Linked DNA regions of Mus musculus: region 1 is linked to region 2. The links are chromatin contacts, called in public Hi-C maps. All regions are on one chromosome and are shown on one strand. The core of a region is the stretch at or near the end of the contact, and the rest is flanking DNA. Distances in the headings are between cores, read along the strand shown.

Region 1 (5,879 bases), core at 1,667-4,166, 78 kb after region 2:
TATATAAATCCATACCTTGAGGTAGCATCTGTCCTTGGAGATACATTAGATAAAGAGCAATATTTGTATGCATTTATTAATACTTTAGGGGACTTATAATACTCTCTACACCGTGCAAGCTCCCTGCAAGAATGTATTTTTGCCTTTGGAGCTCTTATAAGCTGGAACTTACAATAGCTATGAGGTGCTCATCAGTGATTTTATGGGGAAACAGCGTGAATTACCATGTTTCTAAATTTATGCATTCACTAAATACATATTTTACAATTATATGAATCAATATTACTAAAAACAACTTGATGTCACAATGCCTAATTTCTCACTTGAGCTGTATTTGTTACCATGCTATTAATTACAGCTCACACATACAGGGCATTTACTGCTGCCAGTTCCTGAATTATGAACATTGTGTTCTGTTTTGATCCTCTTACTCATTGTTTGTACCATTTTCCAGAAGAAATAAGTGAGGCTCAGTGTGGATCCTTGCTCAGGGTCACAAGTGTATCAGCAATAGGGCTGAGCATCTGTGTCTGGGCACTCTCCTTCAGAGCCTGAGTGATGTATGTTCTCTCAGTCTCCTTTGACTGAACACTTCTACTGGGGACACCAGAGACATCAGTCAGCATGAAGTTGCCTTAAGAAGTCTAACTTTGGTTTCTTTTAGACTCATTTGTGAATTCTTTTATGCATGAACTCAGCAAGCTTTGCAGAAACTTGTACACATGCCTGGATCTCTCCTTGCCTCTGGAACCCAAAGGCAAACACTGAAGTCTCAGCCTCCAAGGACTTGCATGCTTGGGTTCAATTAATTTTCTGTCTTTCACAGATTTCTCTTTTCATTACCTTATGCTTTGCGACATCAGGAGAAGGTGACAGTCCCCCCACTCCACCCCCCTCCCCCGTTTTGGAAGCAAGAAATCTTTCACGTCTGATTTCAGTTACTAATGTCAAGATGCCATAGTGTAGAAAATGTAAGGCATTGATTCTGCCAAGAAAATCTTGCTTGTTAATTTAAGCCAAACAGTTTAGGCTTCAGAGGCCACATCATATCCTGGAGAAAACAGACATCCCAGGCATCCGTGAAATCTGTTAGGAGATGGAACTGGTTAAGACGATGCAAGGCTTCCACCTGTAACAACCTTGCATTACTCAAGGATACTTGTGAGAAAGAGTGGGAGTGTTGTCTGTCACTCCAGACAAGAGCTATTTCTAAGACCTGCAGAGGAGAGCCCTGAATTGCACTTAGTCAAAAGTACTCTCTTTTTTTTTTTTTTTTTTAACTATTCGCTGAAAGGACTAAAAGGAGATGCACATTTGGTCAGAGTGGGAAAAAAATCAATAATAACTATGGCAGCCTTGAAACCTATTGTTCAAGTTTAAGTTTCAAATTTAAGTTGTTATTATATTAACAACTTGATTTGAAAATCCAACCTTAAAAGTTTTATTTTTATTTGAAATGAAAATATAATATCATTTCCCCCTTCCCTTTCCTCCCTCCGACCCCTCCCGTGTATACTCTCTTGCTCTCTTCTGAATTCATGGCTTTTTGTTGTTCAACACACACACACACACACACACTCCTAAATATGTAACTCCAGCCTACTCATTTTTCATAATATTACTCGTATGTATATTATTTCAAGCCTGACCACTAGGAACTGAGAGACTCTTCTCGGGGGAAGACAATATGTCTCCCTAACTATTTCTTAGTTTCCTGTAGTTCTTTGTCTAGAATTGGGATATCCTTGGGTTTTCTCCTTTCATGTTAACATGTCTATTGGTTTTCCTTTTTCAACCATGTTGTTGAGAGTTCATGGGTGTAGTTCCCTGACATTTTTAGGAGACACAGTCTCATAGCAGTCTTCTTGTTTCTTTGTCTTTTCAAACCGCTCTGATCCCTCCTCGTCAATGTTCTCTGAGCCTTAGGTGCAGGAATTGTGTAATAGATGCATCAGTTGGGGCTGAGCTCCACAGGATCACTTGTTCTCTATATTTTGCTCAGTTGTAGTTTCCTGTAACAGCTTTTGATTGCTACAAAGAAAAGTTTTTGCTTTTGTTGTTGTTTTTTGTGTTAGAATTGAGAGCTACACTTATCTATGAGTACAATAATAAATATTTAGAATGCAGTTACTAATTTTGCAGAGGTTGAAAGTTCTCCTCCAAGACCATGACCACACTATCTCCAGGTAATTTTCCTTTTGTTGAATGGACCTTAAGTCCAATTAGAGAGCTTTTGGTTTCCACCAAGGTATGTATGCTGACATTGTACCCTTAAGGGTATTGTGGCATGCTCATTATTGTTTTAGTTCACGGGCAACATTATCTGGATACTGGTACCATGAATGCTAGTTCTCAGGGAGGAGACTTTCAGGTTGATCCAGCTTGGATCCTGTGAAGTTTTATGTCTGAGATGTGTCTTCAGCAATATGAATTTATCGTCAACCTCTGGGAGGCAACCAAGGGCCATAACAAAAGCCTATAATGTTTTGGGAGTTTCTTGGATAACTCTTGTTGATATCTGTATTGGAGGTTTCTCTTGCCTTGTGTTACTAATTTTTATTTGAAAGTCTATGGATCTTGGGAAAAACATAGTCAACCCATGTGAGGAAATTTGATGTGAAGTATGTATTTACATGTGTACTCATATATCTATGTGTATTCTATGTATTTTTATGTGTATCCCTTACTGAGAAAATCCAACTTTTAATGATGTACATGGGAATAAAGCCAGTTGGAGGCTCTTGTTAGAGGAGTAAAACATTGCCATGGTATTCTCCAGAAACAGATGCTTTGCTGTATGAGAGGGCACCTCTGTGGAGCAGGGAACTGCTGGATGGATTCGCTGGACTACACTCATTTGTACGTTTTGCATTTTAAGAACATCTTGTTCTCTTCTTGCCAAATGTATGATGTTAGGAAATCCCCGCATTTGGGGTGTGGTACCTATTCATAGCCTCTTGAGATTCTGACTCATTCAAGGCAGAAATGATAGTGAGGCAGAGGAGGAGAAAGAGAAAACGAAGTAAAGACTCAGCATAGTTAGAAATCAAAGTTATTCTACAGAAGCAGTAAATAAAAGTTTAAGGAAGGCTGTGGCTATACATAATCAACATTACCACCCCTCCCCATACACATATAGGCAAGCATGGTAGCTGAACCTGAACACCCCTCCCCCTAAGACAGATGATTTTTTTTTTTTTTTGAAAATCATTATCTCCAACTCTTAGGCTTAAAATTCTAATGTAGATGATTTTTTTTTTGAAAAGTTTCTTGTTTAGTTCTAGGTGTTAAAGTCAAAGGTTGTTGCATTTTGCAAATCTCTAAGCAAGCAGCAGCCAATCTGGTAAGTCTAAAGGAATCCATGTTTTCTTTATGGCCTTTTGGGAGGAAGAGACTGAAAGTGTGCCACCACATTGTGGAACTTGATGGGCCTGGTGAGAATTTTTCTGAGATGAGACACCAAAGGAATCTTTCTTCCAGGCTTGGCTTGCTGCTCAGAAATATTTCTGTGGGACCATCCTGTGCTTTCAAACCGACTTTCCGTATTCCCTAAACCTTGTCCAAAAGTAAAGCAAAATAAGGAAACAGCAAAGAAACCTAGAATCTAAGTCAATCTCCAGACTTTCCCATGATTCACTATTTCTTTAGAAATTGCTCATCTACTCTCTCTATGGAATAAGTATTAGTAAGTTGACTAATGGCAGTCAAATGTCCTACAAAAGCCATGGTTTACCTATAGCCAGATAAATGGCGCAGACATCCATGTCCTTTATACATTAGGAATCCAGTTGGAATGTTTCATTAGGCCATTGATGCAATAGAACTGTAAACAGATTTCCCCGAGAATCCTCCACAGAAGTGTTATTTCAAGCTTGTGTCTGAAGCTTTACCCAGTGATTTGAGCTTAAACCATTACTTTCTCCATTGAAATTTGGGAATATTTTGACCTCTCTCATTTCTAAGACTTTAAGATCAGCCTTGGGTACTCAGCGTGGTGTCTGTTGAGTCTTGTGATTTCTCATCTCTCTACCGGATTATTTCTTACCTAGCACCAGCTCTTCTCACATGTATTCTGTTGCAGGAACACCTGAGGATGAGAGCAAGTCGCCCTTTCCTGGGAATTCCTTTGCTGACTCCTGAAGCATCACCTGGAACACTTTAGTCGCCTCTGCTCTGAACTCAAATTTACTTTCTTGTCCAGCAGTTGTGGCAGCTCCTCTCTTGTGTCCACAAGAGCATCAGCTCTTCCCACGTTGCACACTGGCCAGATAAACTCTCTGCAGGGAGAAGACTGTGCTTCTTCAGGGGACCACCAGGGTGCAGGGACAGAGGCTCTTAGATACTAGATTTGCTATTTTTTATGCTCCCGTCCACTCTCTTAAATACTTAGGATACTAAATAACCTTGTCCATGTTATCTATCTATCTATCTATCTATCTATCATCTATCTATCTATCTATCTATCTATCTATCTATCTATCTATCTATCCATCTATCTATCTACCATCTATCTATCTATCTATCTACCTATCTATCTATCTATCTATCTATCTATCTATCTATCTACCATCTATCTATCTATCTATCTATCTATCTATCTATCTATCTATCTATCTATCTAACAGATACTGTTTCTTGGCTGTCCTGGATCTCACTCTGTACACCAGGCTGGCTGCAAACTCAAAGACCTCCCAAGTGCTGGGATTAAAATTGTGTATACCACCACCACCTGGCTCTTCCCCATATTTTCAAACCTCTTTCCTTACTTTCATTCCCACACAGCTCTCAGTCATCACCAGACTCTGAATATTGTTTAAGAATCACCATCATTGATGTTGATAGATTCTGGATCAATGTGACAAGACCGGTCGATTTCTAGGGGACTATTGGTTGCAACTTGTCAATTACCAATGTATGGCAATGGTATAATATATATATATATTTTTTCAGGGTATTATATATATATAATCCTCACTTTATCTCCCTCTTTTTTTTAATGACTTGAGCAAGTAGGACTCAAAGGAGAACTAGGCACAGCTAAGATTATCACCCTCAGTCCTGAGAGTAAGCTTCCTCTGGCTTAGTGACATGGCTTTGGGCTTGAGGACTTTGGTAAGAGTGCAGTAGCTGAAGGAGTCGAGGGCCTCAATTCTGAGTGTGGATGTAGGTGTAATAATACAGTACCTGCTATACAGGTATTGGATAGTTTCCTGGTGCCTATGTGACAGACTTAAGTAGTTAGAAGAAGGAAAGAGGGAGCTTTTTGTTGGGAGAAGCAAGATGGGATGTTTATAAGGGATCAGAAGGCTCTATAGAGGGAATACATAGGAAAGCAGACAGGGCATGAAAACAGGAGGAGGGAAGAGGCTTCTTGCATGGTCTTGAATGTTATTCAAATCATATACAATGTACTTTATCATATCTTGAACTAAGTATCCTATTATCAGTATGTAATACACATGTCTTACATAGTCTTCTCTTCTTTGGTGTAAGCACAGTGGTGTGGGGCCAGGCTGTAACCCTAGTGAATATAAATTTGGCTTAAGATCATTTTGTCATCTTTGTTCTCAGATTTTTAAAATTTTTCTGATGCTTACAGGAACATTAGGATATATATAGCTTTTGGACTTTGACTAATATGAAATAATAAATTGTCAATCTGAAACTATGGTGAAATCTTTGTGCAGAACAATATTTGGTATTCTGAAAGCCAGTTTACTCATGACATGGTCTCCATCTCTTAAGCATCATGTGCTACAGAGAGCCATCCATCAATCATCGTGAAGAAAGCCCATCAGCTATTCCATTGATATTGCCTTGTCAGTGAGTGTGAACACAGACGGAAATGCACGGTGTGAGGTTCGGACAGCGCACTCGTT
Region 2 (6,284 bases), core at 436-2,935:
TTGGCTGCGGGATAATGAGAGAGAGTTATTCTGAAAATCACTCTTGTGAAAGTCTACTTACTTTTAATGGCAAGTCTTTACTTTGCCAGAAGAAAGGAGTGCCATATTAGGGGAGAGAACACAGGGACTTTAATTATTAAGTTAAACAATAAACTCTTTAAATTACCTTCATTTCCAAAGGATTCAACAATCCTATTAGTTGAATAATAAATAAGTAAATAAAACCCGAAAAACAATTGGAAAACGATTATACAACAGGAAAAAGATCAGTGAAGACTTAGCACCCTGGGGCCTCGGCAATATAATTAAAAACAGCATTAAAAAAAAATAACTTGCCTTAGAAAGCAAGAAGAGCATCGAGGCTGATGCCCTGTTTTCTAGACCCTTTTAGACCCAGCATGCATCAGTAGGGTTTGTACAAGTGCTATATTTTCCCCCTGCATTTGTTAAAACATGTATGCTTTTCTTTGTAAGGGGGAATTTTGGGGAAGATGAAGAAATGTAGTAATAGTTAAATGACTATCATTTATTAACATCCTCTCTCTCCTCCTTTCCTCTCTTTTCTTCCCCCTCTCTCTCCTTCCTCGCCCCCCCCCCCACCTCTCTGTGTCTCTGTCTCTATATCTCTCCCTGTTTCCCTCCCTTGTATCAGGATCTCTACATAGTCCTGGCCGACTAGAAGTCTCGCTGTAGAACAGACTAGCCCCATATCACATAGATCTGCTTCCTTAGTGCTAGAATTAAAGGTCTGCACTACCTCGTTCATCCCAGTCTTTGATTTCTAGTGTGCAGACCTTCACACATGCTGGGCAAGAACTCTACCACTGAGCTACATTCTCTGCTCCGAGTAGGGCTTAAAAACGCCAGACACACTGCTAAATAAGCTAGATACTACTTCCTTAAAATTTGAGTGTAGCTTTGAAAGGTGTGCACTCACCATGGGCTGAACTATGTTCCTCTAAAATCCATATGGCCTCATTTACCATTCAGGACTCCCAAGTATTCCCTTATTTGGAAGTGAGATTGCTACAAGTGAAATTAATTATAATGAAGTCTTAAAGTAGGATGGATCCATGCGTGGATATGATTGCTGCCCCCAGAAGAGAAAGAATTTAGATGTAGCCACTGAGGACAATACGATGGCAAGGTGAAGACAGAGATTCACACTCCAAGGGATGACAAAGGTTGCAGGTGAACTCCTGGAGTCTGGGAGAGGGGCTTGGAACAGACATTCTTAGCCTTAAGAAAGAAACCCCTCTTCTTACTCCTTGCTCAAGGACCTCAATGATGTGTTAGTACATTTCTGTTGTCTCAGTGGTCCACCTTGTGACTGAGTCATGGCAGCCAGAGTATACCAGTAAGGTACTATCATGATTTATAGATACTGATTCTAAGCTCAGAGATAAACATTTCAAAAGTCAAACATTAACTAGATGTGGAAAACACTGTGTTTTCAAAGCTCTCCGTTATTTCCTAACACCTAGCTCAAGGACCACTCACATAAGAAGCACTGGGAATTGTTGAATGTGAAAGAAAATCCAGCGACCCGCTCCAGAAATAATGAGCACGTATCCGAGAGAAATATGGAAGAAATGTAAAGTCTAAATAAATACTCTTAATACTTACTTTGTGCAGAATTATTGGATGCCTCGGCCACCTCATCTTGACCTCCTGAGGCAGGGATGAGTCATCAGCTAGAAGCTGGCCAAGTTTTTAATCTGTTTTTAACTTTCATAAAGATAAAGTGGCGGCATTCAGGCAGACCCAGTGTACCTCCGAGGATCAAATCAAATGCCTTAACACTGAAGTTAAAGTTGTAAAGGGTTTGTGGGCAGTGGCGGGTGATGCCTTATGTCATTTTATTGGGATTATGGAAGAAGCTATACTTCAATGCAAATTCTACCTACTTTTCCTCAAGGAGAAGCTACCAGGTTCTCAGTGGTTTTGCTCTGGAAAGATTTGCTCTCTTTTACTCGCTGTCTGTCTTACTGTGTGGGGAATTCCCACACAGCAAAACAGATCCTATATGAGATACATGACAATTGACTATGAGGAACTGGCTCATGCAGTTTTGGTGGTCAAGTCTTGTGGTCTACTGTCTGAGAGCTGCAGGCCCAGGGAGGGTGGGCTGAGTTGTTTTCTGTTGGCCACACTCTGCGTCTCTTAGGCAAGCTTTGCAACCGTGGAGTGTTTCTCATTATCTGTTATGGGGACTTGAGCGTTCTGGTTCTGTAGTCATAAACAAATATGGTGTTACACTCAGTTTTTGTTCTGAGTATCAAAAGAGGCAAGTTATATAAAAAGTTCCTCACTTAGGTTATCAGAACCAGCATTGACTCAGGAGAAGAAACACTGTAGGTCTATTGGACTTCCAGTCACACTGTGGACAATCTCAAGCAGATACCTTTCCCAGTTAGGACACATGACACAATTGGCTCTTCAGGATAACTCTAGGTCATTTTTTTAAAAGTGCGATTTCTTTTTTTTTTTTCAAAGATTTATTTATTTATTTATTTATTTATTTAATGTATATGAGTACACACTGTTGCTGTACAGATAGTTAGTTGTGAGCCTTCATGTGGTTGTTGGGAATTGAATTTAGGATCTCTGCTTGCTCTGGTCAACCACGCTCGCTCAGTCCCTGCTCACTCTGGCCCAAAGATTTAAAAAAATGTGATTTCTTAACACTTCGAAATGCTTCATGTGAACTAAATGTAAGTGATGATTACAAAATAGGCTGTCAACACATTCACTTGGATTTTAATCCCAGGTCTGCCATAGTTTTTCTTATTACAGACCTCAGGATCCTACTTAAGGGACAGGAGCACTGTAGAGTGTTCCAGTCTGGACCTTGGATTAAGCAGAGAGCACATCCAAACACCAAATTTCAGCTCAACCCAAATGCAAAGGGGTCCTTTATTCAGCGAGGCAGAGACAAGATGGCTGAATTAGGCAGAAACAGCAGAAAAAAGCTTTGCAGAACTGAAGGGGTTTGGAGCCCCATAGGGGGAACAACAATATGAATTAACCAGTACCCCCAGAGCTCCCTGGGACTAAACCACCAACCAAAGAATACACATGGTGGGACTCATGGCTCCAGCTGCATATGTAGCAGAGGATGGCCTAGTTGGTCATCAATGGGAGGAAAGGCCCTAGGTCCTGTGAAGGCTCTATGCCCCAGTATAGGTGAATGCCAGGGCCAGGAAGCAGGAGTGGGTGGGTTGGTGAGCAGGGGGAGAGGGGAGGGGATAGGGGGTTTTCTGAGGGGAAACTAGGAAATGGGATAACATTTGAAATGTAAATAAAGAAAATATCTAATTAAAAAAAAAGAGGGGGAAAGGGAAGATCTGTGTTAGCATGAGCTGGGGCACACTGGTCACTTCTGGTTGGTTAATTTAGTTAGGGCAGCCAAGATAACAAACTTTGATGACTGGACCTTGGTGTTTTGATAGTTGGAGCTTGGTGATCATTCTCAGGAATGAGTAGGTGACCAAATCAGGGAATAGACCTAGATGGCTACCTTTAAAAAAAATGAAATCTAATGGTTTAGCAGGGAAGAGGCTAAGAAAAGGGTAAAACCTTCCTGCACCATATTTGCCATGCTTGGGTCCGTGTTTACCTTGCGAGGGCCTTCGAGAGCCCTTCACCTGTCTTATTAAGATTCCCTGAAACCAGAAGAATGGGTGTGTTGGTTAGTTACTGCTGTTCCACAAAACACCTCAAAAGTCAGAGGCTTAACAGCAGCTTGTTGTTTGTCATGTTTCTAAGGGTAGATGTGACAGGTCATCTGCTGGTTTGTTTGGGGATACCCGTGCAGTGGCATTAGATCAGTTGGGCTTGTTCACAGAGTTGTAGTTATTCGAACTACCTATTGGATGGGATGTGTCCTTTAGTTCTCCTCAATGACCATCTTAACTTCCATAGGTTAAACCAGCATCCTCTAATAATTTCCGCACCATTTAAAAACATAAAAATAAAAAAGAAGGTCAAGGCTGTAATGCCCTGGGGACTTGGACTTGCATACCTTTACTGCTAGCACATTGTATAGTTAAAGCAAGCTGCTAAGGCAGATAGAACTCTTGGTGGTTGAAAAATGAATTCTGGCCTTATATGGGAAAAGTAGCAGTTTCACTGCAAAGTCTGATGTGTGTGGTGGGGGAAAGTTTCTGGCTTTTAAATACTCTACCTCAATGGCATTATAACAAACTGCCATTCTTTTTCAGTTAATTACATATTTTAATACTAAAAGCCATCACCAGAACTTTGTAAAAGGTTAACTTGCAACACCAAACAAAAAGTCCAGCTTTCCATAGAATCTACTTCAGCATTCACTCACGAGTGAGGTTGCTTCGCAGAAGAAGTGAAAGGAGGCTCACAGGTTGTATTTGCAGGATATGTTGTGTAGTGTCTATGTGTGATCCGTTAAAGCTGAAAGATTACAAAGTGTCTTCTTACGTTGGGGTTGGTCTGGTGCTGCTATGTATTTAAATGCTGAATTCTGTACCCCAAGATCTGATTGCCCCAAGACGAGCGAATTCTCAAGTACAGTAGCTTGTTGCTCCCCAAGTTAATTGGTCAATAAAAGGCCAAAGACTGTGACTGGGGAGTAGAGAGAGGCAGACAGGACTTCCTGGAAGAAGAAAGGCCCTTCCATCAGGAGACATGAAAGGTGACTTCGGACCTGGCAGGTATAGCTAGTCATGTGTTTGAAGTGGGGTAGGTAATCAGGTTTATTTAGTTTAGCTAATTAAGAATCTGCCCAGCTAAAGCCTAAGCTTTGAGATATTAAAAGGTCTCTGTGTGGTTATTTGGGGAACAAACTGGTAAAGGAATAACTGCCACCATAATTTCCAGCATTTATATATACAGAATACAAATAATCTTTTTTACACTCTCATGCTGATGCTTTTCATATCAACCACAGAGGAGGACAACCTTATTCAGGATGTAGTCCTGGGATCGGCAACCTCAGTATCACCTTGTCTCCGTGCCAGGACCCAGGAGCTTTAAGCAGGGGCCCTGGGTAAGTTTTACATCCTCATTAATTCAGTACGAAGTCAGAATCAGAACCTCCGGCTTCTTAGACAAAAGCACCAGATTACGGATACACTCCTCAAAGCTCACCGCCCCCACCATCCCTATTAGTTAAGAGTAACTCAATGATCTATAATGCTGAATTCATTGAACGGAAATCATATACTAAGTTTCTCAACATGTTTGAATTCAAGTGGCCTATTGGTAATGATCATTAATATTTTCTGTTTCTATTGTAAGTGTAAGAAGTCAGCAACCTGGGCGGTCAAGATGGCTCAGTGGGAAAGGTACTTGTTTCCATGGACCTGAGTTTGATCCCTGTGGTAGAAGGACAAAACTGGCTTCCACAAGCCATCCTCTGACCTCTACATACATGCTGTAGCACACACACACACACACACACACACACACACACACACACACACACACACACAACAGCACCAACAACAAAGGTAACTTAGTTGGTAGAGCTCTTACTTTGCATACTCAAAGCTGTGCATTCAATCCCCTCCCAGTACTACATAAAACCAAGTGGTGATGCTTGCAAGTAATCCTAGCACTTAAGCGGTAGAGAAGCAGAAGGAACAGTTAAGGTAAGTGTGGTGGTTTTAATAGGCTTTGCCCAGGGAGTGGCACTATTTGAAGGTGTGGCATGGTGGAGGAAGTGTGTCACTGTGGGTGTGGTGGGCTTTAAGACCCTCTTCCTGGAAGCCAGGCTTCTGTTTGCCTTTGGAACAAGATGTAGAACTCTCAGTTGCTTTTGTGCCATGCCTGCCTGGGCGATGCCATGCTCCCACCTTGATGATGATGGACTGACCCTCTGAACCTGTAAGACAGCTCCAATTTAATGTTGTCCTTATGAGAGTTGCCGTGTCATGGTGTCTGTTCGCAGCAGTAAAACTCTAACTAAGACTCAGTTACATAATGTTCCAGGCCAGCCTGGGCTGTGTAAGCGTCTATCCCAAAAAGGAAAAGCAATGTTTATATGGAAAAAGCGAGGCTAGAAAACAGTAGAAAAAAAGAAAGGCAGTAAAAAAAGAAATCAATAATCAAAAATGACATATTGGCACCCATTTGGGATCAGAGCATCCCACAGGATTGTTCTGAGGGTAGCTTTAAAACAACCTTGCACACTGAGCTTTGTGGACATATGCATTCTATGTTCACAAAACAGAACAAATGCAGCCTGGTGAAGCCCAGCCAAGTGGCATTATGTTTTTAAAGCAACTGTGTGGCAGACAGATGTTTGT

The links. Hi-C and Micro-C count contacts between places; a contact is called where the count stands out from the background.
Region 1: a Hi-C map of the CH12 cell line shows a contact between it and region 2, with 2.3 times the contacts expected there. The contact joins two enhancer-like sites. A contact is called at or near these places in 1 of 15 datasets of contacts at CTCF or cohesin (CD8 T cells), 56 of 484 Hi-C or Micro-C datasets (the 63-12 cell line, the AML12 cell line, B cells and 41 more), 4 of 115 datasets of contacts at active chromatin or transcription factors (CD8 T cells, T-cell acute lymphoblastic leukemia, bone marrow-derived dendritic cells and 1 more) and 3 of 9 other capture datasets (adipose tissue, liver and pancreatic islet).

Annotation. Positions count from the first base shown.
Region 1 is chr1:80,493,620-80,499,498 of GRCm38.p6, forward strand. It overlaps Gm38673 (a long non-coding RNA gene), which reads left to right. Exons shown (of 3, transcript XR_865573.1): 3 at 4,082-4,483. Among named protein-coding and RNA genes, the nearest start is that of 1700016L21Rik, 51 kb to the left of the region's middle. Within about 2 kb of position 2,917, at least 18 of the 459 cell types and tissues checked have an H3K27ac peak or open chromatin away from gene starts, as enhancers often do. A contact at or near this core is called in the CH12 cell line, where this site is marked.
Region 2 is chr1:80,416,811-80,423,094 of GRCm38.p6, forward strand. No RefSeq gene overlaps it. Among named protein-coding and RNA genes, the nearest start is that of Gm38673, 8.2 kb to the right of the region's middle. Within about 2 kb of position 1,686, at least 53 of the 459 cell types and tissues checked have an H3K27ac peak or open chromatin away from gene starts, as enhancers often do. A contact at or near this core is called in the CH12 cell line, where this site is marked.